Regions from separate parts of the Hordeum vulgare genome. Here region 1 is linked to region 2. The links are chromatin contacts, called in public Hi-C maps. All regions are on one chromosome and are shown on one strand. Each heading gives the region's core, a stretch centred on a gene start, on an enhancer-like site or on the middle of the called end of the contact. The rest is flanking DNA. Distances are from core to core; before and after follow the strand shown. Region 1 holds the start of LOC123404808 (growth-regulating factor 4-like). Region 2 has its middle 240 kb from the start of LOC123404808.

Region 1 (5,599 bases), core at 253-2,752, 240 kb before region 2:
CCTGTGAACTAATAAATGGCTCTATGGTATGCTGCATGGTATTTTCTTATATTTGATTGATGGACATGATGCAATGCAATCATTGAAAAAAGGTAATTAAGTAAATAATTATGTTCTTTTCTCACGCCCGAGAGTTATGCAACAGGAAGTAATAATTCGTGGTTTGAGAATGTGGGCATGATTTCAAACTTTTGATTTATCACGGCACCTATTACCAAATCTTAAAGGGTAGTAATAGACATTGTCGTCGAATGTCTAAACCTTCATTATCCATGTTAACATGAGGTGCTTAGTGTTGCTGTCAACTTTTATTATCCACGTTGTATGTCGCTATAGTTATAGTTTGGTCTATTACCTGTACGACAAACTGAATGCTCCATGTAATCATTGATGTGGAGAACCACGAGGGATGACGGAAATTTGGCAGAGTTTAACAGGAGATGACCGTGTAGCGAGAGATAGTTTGAGCATTTGCGCTTGTCACAGAAAAACTATTTAATGACTTATTGCCCTTACAAATTGTTTCGTTCCGTGGCAACGCACGAACGCTCAACTAGTAGTTTATATATATAAACTCTATTCATCATCCAAGATGCAGAATACTTTATTCTTCACCTGAGATAATCTTACGATCAATTTACAAATAAATTACATTTAAAATACAAATGTTTACGTTTATATTGAACCACTACGTAAAATTTAACAAAAGAAAAACAAAAATGTAGGTCACAAGACCAATTTTTTTTGAGTTTATTGTATTTTTTGCACTATTTCTGTATGGCCGTAATTTACGGAACATAAAATATTTTTACATTGATTATACTTTTTTACGGTCTCTTTTTACGTATAAAATAAGACAAAATTTACGTAGCGTAAAATTACGGTGCATTGGTGTTAAAATAGAGGAGGGGTGAAGAATAACTATTCCTCACCCAGGGTGACGAATAGCGCGACCATATATATATATATATACTCCCTCCATTCCTAAATATAAGTTTTTTAAGATATTTCACTAGAAGTCTACATACGGAACAAAATGAGTGAATCTACACTCTAAATTATGTCTATATACATCCGTATGTAGTTCATTAGTGAAATCTCTTTAAATTATGTCTATATAAATCCGTATGTATGTCTACAACATAAATTTGGACATATAATGGATCAAGGATGAACGAAAAACGTACGCGCTGTGGTTTGGAATCGTGTACCCGACTTTTCTGTCGTGACGAGCTAAACGGACACGGATGAAGTTGTCCGGTTGAAGCTAGCTCTCACGGACGGGTTTTAAAAGTCGGCATTGGTAACCGCAACACCCCTCTCTCTCTTCCATGCAACAGTTGTCACCACTCGCTACAGTGCCTGCATCGCATCGCATCCATGATACATATCCATTCCTCCCCACGAGAAAAAGAGAGGAGAAATACGTACTAGCCGTAGTAGCCTGGTACGGCTACGCTAGAGCGACATGGAAAGAGGAGGGAGGGGCGCTTGTCATCTACTCCTCCTCGCTTGCATTTGCATAGCTGGGATCCACAGCCTCCTCCTCCTCCTCGTGTCGGCCTCGTCCACATCCCCCATCCATCCATCTTGGCTCTCGCCTCCTCCGGGCGAGCGAGGCGGACAGCGACGCAGCCAGAGAGAGAGAGAGAGGGGAGAGGGACAAAGCCGGTAATAAAGGCGCGCGCACAAGCCAAGCAAAGCACATTAACGAGGCCAGCCCGCGGGGAACCCCATTAAAGACACCGGGGGAGCGAGGAAGCAAGCAAGCAAGCAAGCACAGGGGCTTAGCTTAGCTTGGCTTGTGTGTTGTGTGCGCGCGAGGGAGACAGCCGGCCGAGAAAGATGGCGATGCCGTATGCCTCTCTTTCCCCGGCACGCGACCGCCGCTCCTCCCCCGCCGCCACCGCCACCGCCACCGCCTCCCGCCTCCCCTTCTGCCGCTACTACCCCTTCTCCGCGTAAGCATGCATCCACCCACCCGGTTCTTGGCTCCTGCCCCTCCTCTTTCTTGCTTGTGTCGTGTCTGACCTCCGACGTGGTTCGATGGGGTGTTGTTGTGCGCAGCGGCAATGGCGCGGGGGAGAAGGCGCGGGCGGACGGGGGGTGGCTGGCGAGGCCGGTGCCCTTCACGGCAGCGCAGTACAAGGAGCTGGAGCACCAGGCCCTCATATACAAGTACCTGGTGGCCGGCGTTCCCGTCCCGTCGAATCTCGTGCACCCCATCCGCCGCGGCGTCGAAGACCTCGCCGCCCGCGTCTACCACAACTACCTCGGCAGTACGTCCCCTTCTCCTGTCTTGCCGCCATCGTCACCGCAAATCTTGCGATTGCTTCTTTGTTTATTCATCCGATCAGGCGTGGGTGTACTTTGCATCCATTTGTTAACTCGGTTCGGTCTTTTGTTAATCCGGGATCCGCGATTCGAGACGAGAGCCACCGGATTTGCTACCAGAAAGTGCTGAGTTTATTTTAATCCCAACCGGTTCTCTCGTCAAGATTTAGCTAAGCACAACATGGTGAGGGCTACTGTTTGATTCCAAAGCAACAGGACTTGCGGCGCCTGCTTAACCCTTTTGTTTTTTCCGTTTGATTAATGCTGCAAATCTGAGTAATGGAACAGCCGCCATTGTTTTTCGATTGAAGAATGTATGCAGCTTTACCCTGATCGATCGGGTTCGCCGGCTTTGTGCAGTTAGGAGTGAATTATTCCGGGGCAAGAAGGTGGATCCAGAGCCGGGGCGGTGCCGGCGCACGGACGGCAAGAAGTGGCGGTGCGCCAAGGAGGCCTTCTCCGACTCCAAGTATTGCGAGCGCCACATGCACCGCGGCCGCAACCGTTCAAGAAAGCCTGTGGAAACGCAGCTCGTCCCCCACTCCCAGCCGCCGCCGGCCGCCTCCGCCGTGCCGCCCCTCGCCACCGGCTTCCAGAGCCACTCTCTCTACCCCGCCATCGGTGGTGGTGGAGGCGGGGGGAACAGCATGTCCAGCACCTTCTCCTCCGCGTTGGGGCCCCCTCAGCCGCACATGGCTCCCTACGCGGCTCTCGGCGGCGGCGGAACATGCAAAGATTTCAGGTGAGCACTGCACTGCTCATGACATTTCTCCATGCCACACAGTAGCCCCTGTCTTTTTAACGGTGTCATCATGCCTGCCTCCAACTGATTGGAGACGGCCAAGCCAAGATAGATACCTTTGGTCCTCTAATTTCTGCGTCCCATTTTGTTCCCATGCACAGTGCTCCGCCTGCAACAAGCGCGATATGCATTGCATCTAGTATAACTGAAACTTTTTTACTCTCTGCACTGCAACACATTTTCTGCTGCGTTTAGCCTTTAGATCTCTGCTTCTGCTTACTTTCTGGGATCAGATTTTAGATTGGGAACCCGGGGACAGTCGGCCCCTACGATAGATCTCTGCTCAGGTGGAACCTCCACTGCTGTGCAGGGTATTTCACTTGGCTTTGGCGCAGGCTAAGTTTCAAGCACGGACTGCTGTCCGTGGTATTAAGATGAAAATGGATGATGCACAACACATTTGTGGTCTGTCTTCGCAGAGTCTCGCAGTGCTTGTAGTGCCTGGCCTCCCTTGCCATTTACTCGGCTTCTTTATTCTTCTACAGCATCCATCCAGTTGTTGTTTCTGTTAGGGCCTGCCTGCCCACAATGATTTGGGTCATTTTAGCTGCGTTATCTCTGAATACCGGTCGCCACTATCTCTGAAGAGGCCAGCGTGGTGCTGGAAGCCCCACTCTTTCCATCCGTATACCAATTATTTGTTCCTACCAGGGCAACTGTACAACTGCTTGATTTATCTTCAAAAAACATAGGGTTTCCTGTGTCATGATTTGTCGGGCTGTACATATTGTACTGCGTACGAGTAACTTTGCAATAATTCTTCATTTCGTTCGTGGGCAACTGAATATGTAGTCTAACCAACATTCAGAATATATAGTCTAAATGGCTGCATGCATCACTCGATGCAGAGGCCGGGACGGGACGATGCATCCTTTTCGAAAGAAAAAGAAAAGAATATATAGTCTAACCTGAAAGGCCGTTGAGATTGTATATTGTTTTGTCCCACACATAAAAGTTGGATTGTAGAGTACTGAGCACCTCATCAAAAAGTTGGATCTATCCTGAAAACCTTACAAATTTTAGAGCACTAGTTCTGTACAACTGTGCTGAAGATTTTGTCCTCTCATCATACTAACAACAGTGCACTGGGCATTGCATGACAACTTTGCACTATTCGATATGACTCGTTGATCTGCAGACCAAGGATGAAAAAACTTTTTTCTGTATACTTGTTTTATGATTTTTCCTCATATGCACATTCCCGGTTAACCTTTGGTATTTACTGTAAAATTCAGGTACACCGCATATGGAGTAGGATCTTTGGCAGACGAGCACAGTAAGCTCATCACAGAAGCCATCAACACCTCCATGGAGAGCCCATGGTGCCTGCCGCCATCGTCTGAAACGACCACATTCCCGCTCCCAAGCTACCCTCCTCAGCTTGGGGCAACGAGTGAATTGGGTCAGAACAACAACAGCAATAGTAACAGCAATGCTGCCAAGGCCGAGCGACAGCAGCAGCAACCGCTTGGCGACTTCGACAGCGGCGCCATCAACCCCATGGAGCAGGACAACCAGACCCTGCGGCCGTTCTTCGACGAGTGGCCCAAGGCGAGGGACTCGTGGTCGGACCTGACGGATGACAACTCTAGCCTCGCCTCCTTCTCGGCCACCCAGCTGTCGATGTCGATACCCGACTTCTCCGTCGCCAGCTCCCAGTCGCCCAACAGTATGTTGTTCGCCGGTGAGATGTACTAGGCCGGTAGCATCAGTTTCGTCGTGGTCGTCGTCCCCTTTCTCCATAAGTTGACACTACCTACACCGGCTGAAAACTGACTTGAACTGAATGTGGATCGTTCTGCTGGCCCTCGAAGCCATCCACTGTGCTTGCCGTAGCACCTCAACCTTATATGGTTCTATAGTTTATCAGTATTTGCCGTGTGAGATTTGTACCGACAAGAACAAGAATGAAAAGCTTCATCCTGGCATCGTTTTCCTTGAGCTATACGTGTTCAACTAACTAGCTAACATGGTGCTTACTCGCTTTATTATCGGAGAAAAAACTGACTCGGTTGACGTTTGAGACGAAAGCTTCATCATGACATTGGTGGCTTGCTTGCAGATGTAAAGAGGATGAGATCCTAGTTCCTTTTTCTTCTCCCCAGATGTGGCAACTAGCTGTGGTGCACAGGTGAGCAGTTGTGGTGGGGGTGGGGCGTGGGTCGGCTCCCTTTCCCCGAACACGATCACGCGGCAGGATCCGTTGCGTTGTCACCTGGAGCCTACACCGTGACAAGCAATGTTGGTTCGTTGGTTACCACAGTTCCCCACGCCACCCTCGCCCTTTTAACATGCTGCTAGGGCCAGGGGCTCCACTCCGCCTCACGTCCTCGATGATTGCCTCGCGCGTGCTGAGTCGGACGGGGACATGGTTGGAGTACTATGCATTGCGTGCTCATTTTTCATAGAGAAGGATTTTATTATCTCAAATATAGGGTCAATTGGATACAAAATATTATAAAC
Region 2 (5,705 bases), core at 3,184-5,683:
CACTCAGAACACACACTTCATTACCAGATCTATTTTCTTAGAGAGAACCACCTACTCATGTGTTGAGACCAAGATATTCCAATCCTATCATTTGAAACTTGATCTCTAGCCTCCCCAAACTGCTTTCCACCAAATCAACCTCTCCTACCCATGCATATTCTGTGAGAGAGTGATTTGTGTTGAGGAGGCTATCTTTAGAAGCACAAGAGCAAGGAGTTCATTGATCTACCACATCTATTAACTTTTGGAGGGTGGTGCCTCCTAGATTGGTTAGGTTTCGCTTGGGAGCCTCCTCCTTCATGTTGTGGAGTTGAACCAAGATGTTTGTAAGGGCAAGGAGATCGCCTACTTCGTGAAGATCTACCGTGAGTAAGGCTAGTCCTCCGTGGACGGAAGCCGTGGTGGAATAGACAATGCCGCTTCTTTGTGGACCTTCCGTGGGTGGAGCCCTCCGTGGACTCTTGCAGCCATTACCCTCCGTGTGTTAAAGTCTCCACTAACATGGACGTACGATAGTGCCATTTATCGGAACCATGCCAAACATCGCCGTGTCAATCTCATGCGTTTGATCTCCCTACCTTACTCCTCTACTTTACACTTGCATGTTTTACTTTCCGCTGCTATACTATTAGAATTGCATGTGCAGGGTGTACTTGACTTGTTATAACTATCGTAACTTCCTCTCAAGTAAAATTGGGAAAAGGCAAAAAAAATTATCTTGTCAAGTAGTCTAATCACCCCCCCCCCCTTCTAGACATACTTTCGATCCTACAATTTCATTGCAAAAAAACACTATTCCATGTCAAGCTTTTCCAGCGACGCTTTCGAATGACGAGATCATCATTCAACCGTATTCGGGAGGGAGTGGTTTGTCATGATGATTACTTCAAATGCAAGTATGATGTCCTTGGTAAGGTTGACTTCTCCTCTTATCATAATTGTATTTTTTTTTCATCCTTTTGCATTGAAATAAAAAATTGAAATCAAAATAATATGATTCAACCTCAGACCCTTTTAAATGTAGCAGAGCCAATCACAAGAACTACTTTTTTATGGGGTACACTTTCTCTTTGTGGTATTCCACCTAGGTGTTTATGGAATAATTATAGGAGGTTGGTGTAGTAAGACTTTTGCTAAATGATATCAATTAAATGGTGTATCAGTTCCATCCAAAATAGCTTTTTTCTTTTGACTCAATCCTCTTCTTCTCCTTAGCATTCGGGAAAGACAAGAAAATTTCAGGGTAGGAAGCATTATCTAGAATTTCTCTTAGATTCAAACCCATAGCTGATGATAGAAGTAGACAACCAAAGGCAATTCAATGGATAATTGGTATACTTAGTGCGTAGGCAGGCCCAACGGTATCCAATCAATGTAGTCGGCAAAACAAATGAAAAGGAATGAGAGATAAGATTGTAGTTGTTCGAATGCTTGCATATGGAGTCCTCGGTGTTCTAGTTGATGAGTACATACACATGCGTGAGTCCTCATGGCTTGAGTCAATATAAGTTTTGCAAAGCTGTCGTTTAGGTGCTTGGCCCGAAGTACTTGAGAGAACCAAATGATGCGCATAATGCTCGACTGTTATCGATCAACGGATCAATGCTTCAAAAGGCTTTTCAGGGTTGCTTGGAATGATAGATTGTATGCAGTGAATGTGAAAAAAGTGTCTATTTGGTTGGAGGGGCAATATGAGGGACATATTGATGGTTGCATTAAAGTCATGGCATCATAAGATCTTTGAATCTGGTACTTTCTTTCAACATGGCAAGTTCTCACAATAACATCAACTTGGTTCACCGCTCTTCGATCTTCTCAATGCTTATTTATTTATATGACTTATTTGTTAAGTCCGATCAAGATAGTATGAAATGGCCAAAATGACAAATTGATCAAAAAGGGCCTGGGTGGACCAAATGGGTCGCCCCTTTGGATGACCTGACCACACAAGGATGGGCATGGACATACACATCTTCGTTTGACCACCCAAACAAATAAAAAGCAAACACATTTTATCGCTTGTTCGGGTTGGATGATTGAAGTTATCTTAGAGCATCTATAGCCGGATATAGCGAATCCAACTCCTCAAACATTCACACACATGCGTTCAGACGCGTTTATGGACAGTGATCGGTCACGCTTCATATAATCCATTTCACAACCGGATATCTCTAATTAGAAACCTATTACATGCAGCATAAGACTATTCTTAAGCGAAGCTCGTCTCGCTCCGTCGTGCTTATGTCCGGCGGCCGGTTGCATCCCTCGGGTTGTTGGTCTGATTGCCGGCTAGGTGGAGTAGGATATGGGACACACACACCCGCCCACGCATCGTCGTCTCCCATGCCCTGCTCTTCCTCGTCGGAGCCGGAAACCCTCACATGTTGGTGGACGTGAGGTCAATGATGGACCCGTCCTCGGAGGAGCCGACAACGTCCAACACGACGCGGTTGCGGCGCTCGCGCTGATGGACCATACTAGTTGTCGGAGAATGCGACTCCGCCTCGCTAACGTCCACCGTCGCAAGGGTTGCCGCGTCTCCCGCGCCCGCTACCTCGCACAGCGGGCACGTCGCTCCATATTCGTCTCTGACGATGCCCAAGTGTTCCCCTCCGTCTAGGAGCGCCAACAAAGGGGTTGCACATCCGCCAGGTCGCTCGGACGCCAGACGGCCCACACCGCCTCCCGTGAGGCAACGGTTGCACACCTCGCGCCGGATCCATGCTCCATTTGGGCGGACACAATGGATTTCGAGTGACAAAAGTCCAGGCGTTGCCGTCGGGCGACCTCTTACCGGGAGCGGCGGAGCGCAAGCCGGACGGTTATCTCCTCGTTAGGGTCGTGCGGGATGAGCTCGGGGTCAACGGACCTGAAGGTGTAAGACTCAGATTCTTCCGTTGCGAGTCATGTCGGAGAAGACCGGAGATCGCCAAACACGGGCTTGGATGACGGGATGGACTGAAGGGGAGCGGCTAGGCTTTGGTACGAAAATTGAATGAGATGGAATATATGTGGATTCGGATGGGTTGTCTTGAACCGACATACCGAACACGTCCGGAACACACTATATCTGTTCCATATTTAAACTCGATATAAAGAGGGTCGGGCAACTACCAGTTTGCGGCATTTGTCCAAATCAGATTATTTTTTATCGGTCAGTGACCAGGTTTTGAGACGTCGACTGTACGCCCTTACTTTTTTTTGTTGTTGCGGGGGACGATCTTACTTGTTGGCTTCGGGAAATGGAGCAATAATCAGAGTACCAGCAGCAGCGGTTGCAGCGCAACAACCGGCCGGCTGGGGGCTGGGGGCTGGGGCTGGGGCTGGATCTGCACTGGCGCAGAGCTTGAGCCTCCTAAGTTGGTGGATGAGCAACAGGCTGTGCGTGCGGTGTGCGGGGCCACCCGAGGCGCCACCACCACCCCGTGTCTCTCCTCCCTCCCCGTGCTGCTCCGGCGGCGGCATGTGTCGTGCGAGCTAAGCGTTGCCGGATGCGATGCCCCCACCGCCACCCCGAGCCGGTGCAAAGGAGGCGTGCCACCTCGTACCGTCCTTTTCGCTGCTCCGCGCGGGGAAGCACCGTCACTCGTGGCGCCGATCGGCACGGTGGGTTTCGGGCGTCGCCTTTGCCGTGCGTCCGGTCGCGTTGCACCTCCGGCCGGGGCAGCGCACATGAGAACGTCGGCCGCCGCACGTGACTCCACTTCTTTGTGGCGATGCCGTTTCGCTTGCACGGCCGGCTTCGCATCTTGCGGCGAAGTTAATAACAGAGTGAATGAACAACTGCCAAAAAAGAGGAAGAAAGAGAGGGAGTACAACCAGTACCAGCGGTCTTGGTTGTAGGAACGGGGACCTGATCGGATACTGGGGCTGGTCCTGTGTTAGGCTCCTGTCCTGTCTGCGTATGTTTTGGGCGTTGCTGACTATAAAACCACGCTCGGTCCCGGAAAACAGATCGTGCATCCGTGGTACAGTGCATGCCATTTCTCGCGCAAGAAGCTGGATCTGGTTCAACGCAAGGGGGCGAGGACGCGGTGGCATCCAGCTACGCTACGACGAAGTGTCGCTGCCTCGTCCCGATTCAAGTGGGACGGTGGTCACCCCATGTACCCCTTGTGATGGACGGATGGATGGGTGCAGCTGCAGGAAGGGGTGAAAAATAGGCCGCGTGCGCTCGGGGGTACGTACGTGGTTGTACTATCTACTCCCTCTGTCCGAAAATAATTGTTCTAAAAATAGATATATATCTACACTTATTTTAGTTATAAATACATTTATTTTGTATATTTTTAGGACAAGTATTTCCGATCGAAGGGAGTACTATGTATATGCTAGGATCCTGTCGACATCGGCGCCCCTTGGCGCTGCGCGGTACAGGACAAGCGAGGTGCTGATTCTGCAATGATCTCACGGGTTTTGTTGTGACTCCTGTGAGCTGCCTGTGACTCGATACTTTTGCGCTCGTATTGGCTTGTTGTGTAGGCAGCGGACGAAGTGGGTCTGTGTACCCTCCGGCGCGTGTGGAGACTGTGCGCGTGTACGTCGCTACGTGTGACCACATTGGCGCCTTGTGATGGTTTTTCAGTATGTATGCCTTGGTAGATTAGTTGTAGAAGACTGTGTAGATATGTGTATGTATGAATGACAACTGTGTATGTAAGAATGAAGCGAGAGTCATTTCGCTTTTTTTTTACGAAATAACTCTCTTTGTCGCGAGAGTCATTTCGTAAACAAAAGAAATGCGCGAAGGGGCCACCCAAACTGTTACCTTCTGTTGTTTCTTTATTACAGGAGTTAACCTTTATTGTTGGTCCAGTCCATTATTGGCCCACTTTGCCATGGTAAAGGCCAAAAGATCGGACCAAACGTTAAGCAGTCAATGAATGTGTTGCTAAGAAAAATCAGTCAATGAATATGAATACATAAATATTCACTCAAGAAAAGTGAACAGGGGTAATTGATAGTCCTACCTTGGTTCGGTGAGAAACTGAAAGAACTGAGCGCGTGATTTTCTGACACATGTACCAATTTTTTTTATGAAAGGCCATATGGCATGCTTTATTTCACATCTAATAATGGCTACATGTTGAAATTATAAGGACTGGCCGATTATTATTTCCAATTAATTCTTAGGGTGAATTTGAAAGCCCATATAGCCCATCCATGCATAACAAAGGCATGAAAATTTTAGTCCTATGATGCTAGTGAAAGATGAAACTTAACCAATCACGACTGTTGCTTTCCTTTCCCTGACGGACGACCGTCTCCCTTCCTCTCGTGAGTAGGTTAGGGCATCTACAATCACATTAGAAAAGGTGAACGGTTAAACACACCCCTCATATTTCACACATCACAACCACACTTTCATTTTACGATCCCCATTTTCACACAATGTCATGCATCATTCACGATCTACGTACATAGAACAAAGTAGCCACTAGCAAACTAGCAACTCCCTTGATCTTATAGCAATGAAATACATGATGCCCTATATGTGAGAGGCCTCCCTCGTATCGCTCTCATAAAGGCGATCAGGGGCCGCCACCTCCCCCTCTAGTCCACCTCACCGTTCCGAGAGACGTGCGCCTGCTAAGCCCGAGCGTCGTCGGTGATGGGGACGGCGGGGATCTGAGCTGTAGCCCCACGGTGTGGAGAGACCGGCGGCGCAAGATCTCTCTTCGGTCTTCCTTTTTCCTGGCAGTTCG

What was found. A called contact is a pair of places that touch in the nucleus more often than the background predicts.
Region 1: a Hi-C map of leaf shows a contact between it and region 2, with 3 times the contacts expected there. The contact joins the promoter of LOC123404808 here to the enhancer-like site in region 2. A contact is called at or near these places in 2 of 6 Hi-C or Micro-C datasets (leaf and seedling) and 1 of 1 datasets of contacts at active chromatin or transcription factors (embryo).

The regions. Positions count from the first base shown.
Region 1 is chr6H:459,668,712-459,674,310 of MorexV3_pseudomolecules_assembly, reverse strand. It overlaps LOC123404808 (growth-regulating factor 4-like), which reads left to right and starts at 1,502. Exons shown (of 5, transcript XM_045098756.1): 1 at 1,502-1,961; 2 at 2,068-2,286; 3 at 2,508-2,518; 4 at 2,695-3,076; 5 at 4,372-5,077. The coding sequence starts at 1,846. The coding sequence ends at 4,834.
Region 2 is chr6H:459,428,404-459,434,108 of MorexV3_pseudomolecules_assembly, reverse strand. No RefSeq gene overlaps it. Among protein-coding and RNA genes, the nearest start is that of LOC123404808, 240 kb to the left of the region's middle. Within about 2 kb of position 4,433, at least 3 of the 3 cell types and tissues checked have open chromatin away from gene starts, as enhancers often do. A contact at or near this core is called in leaf and seedling, where this site is marked.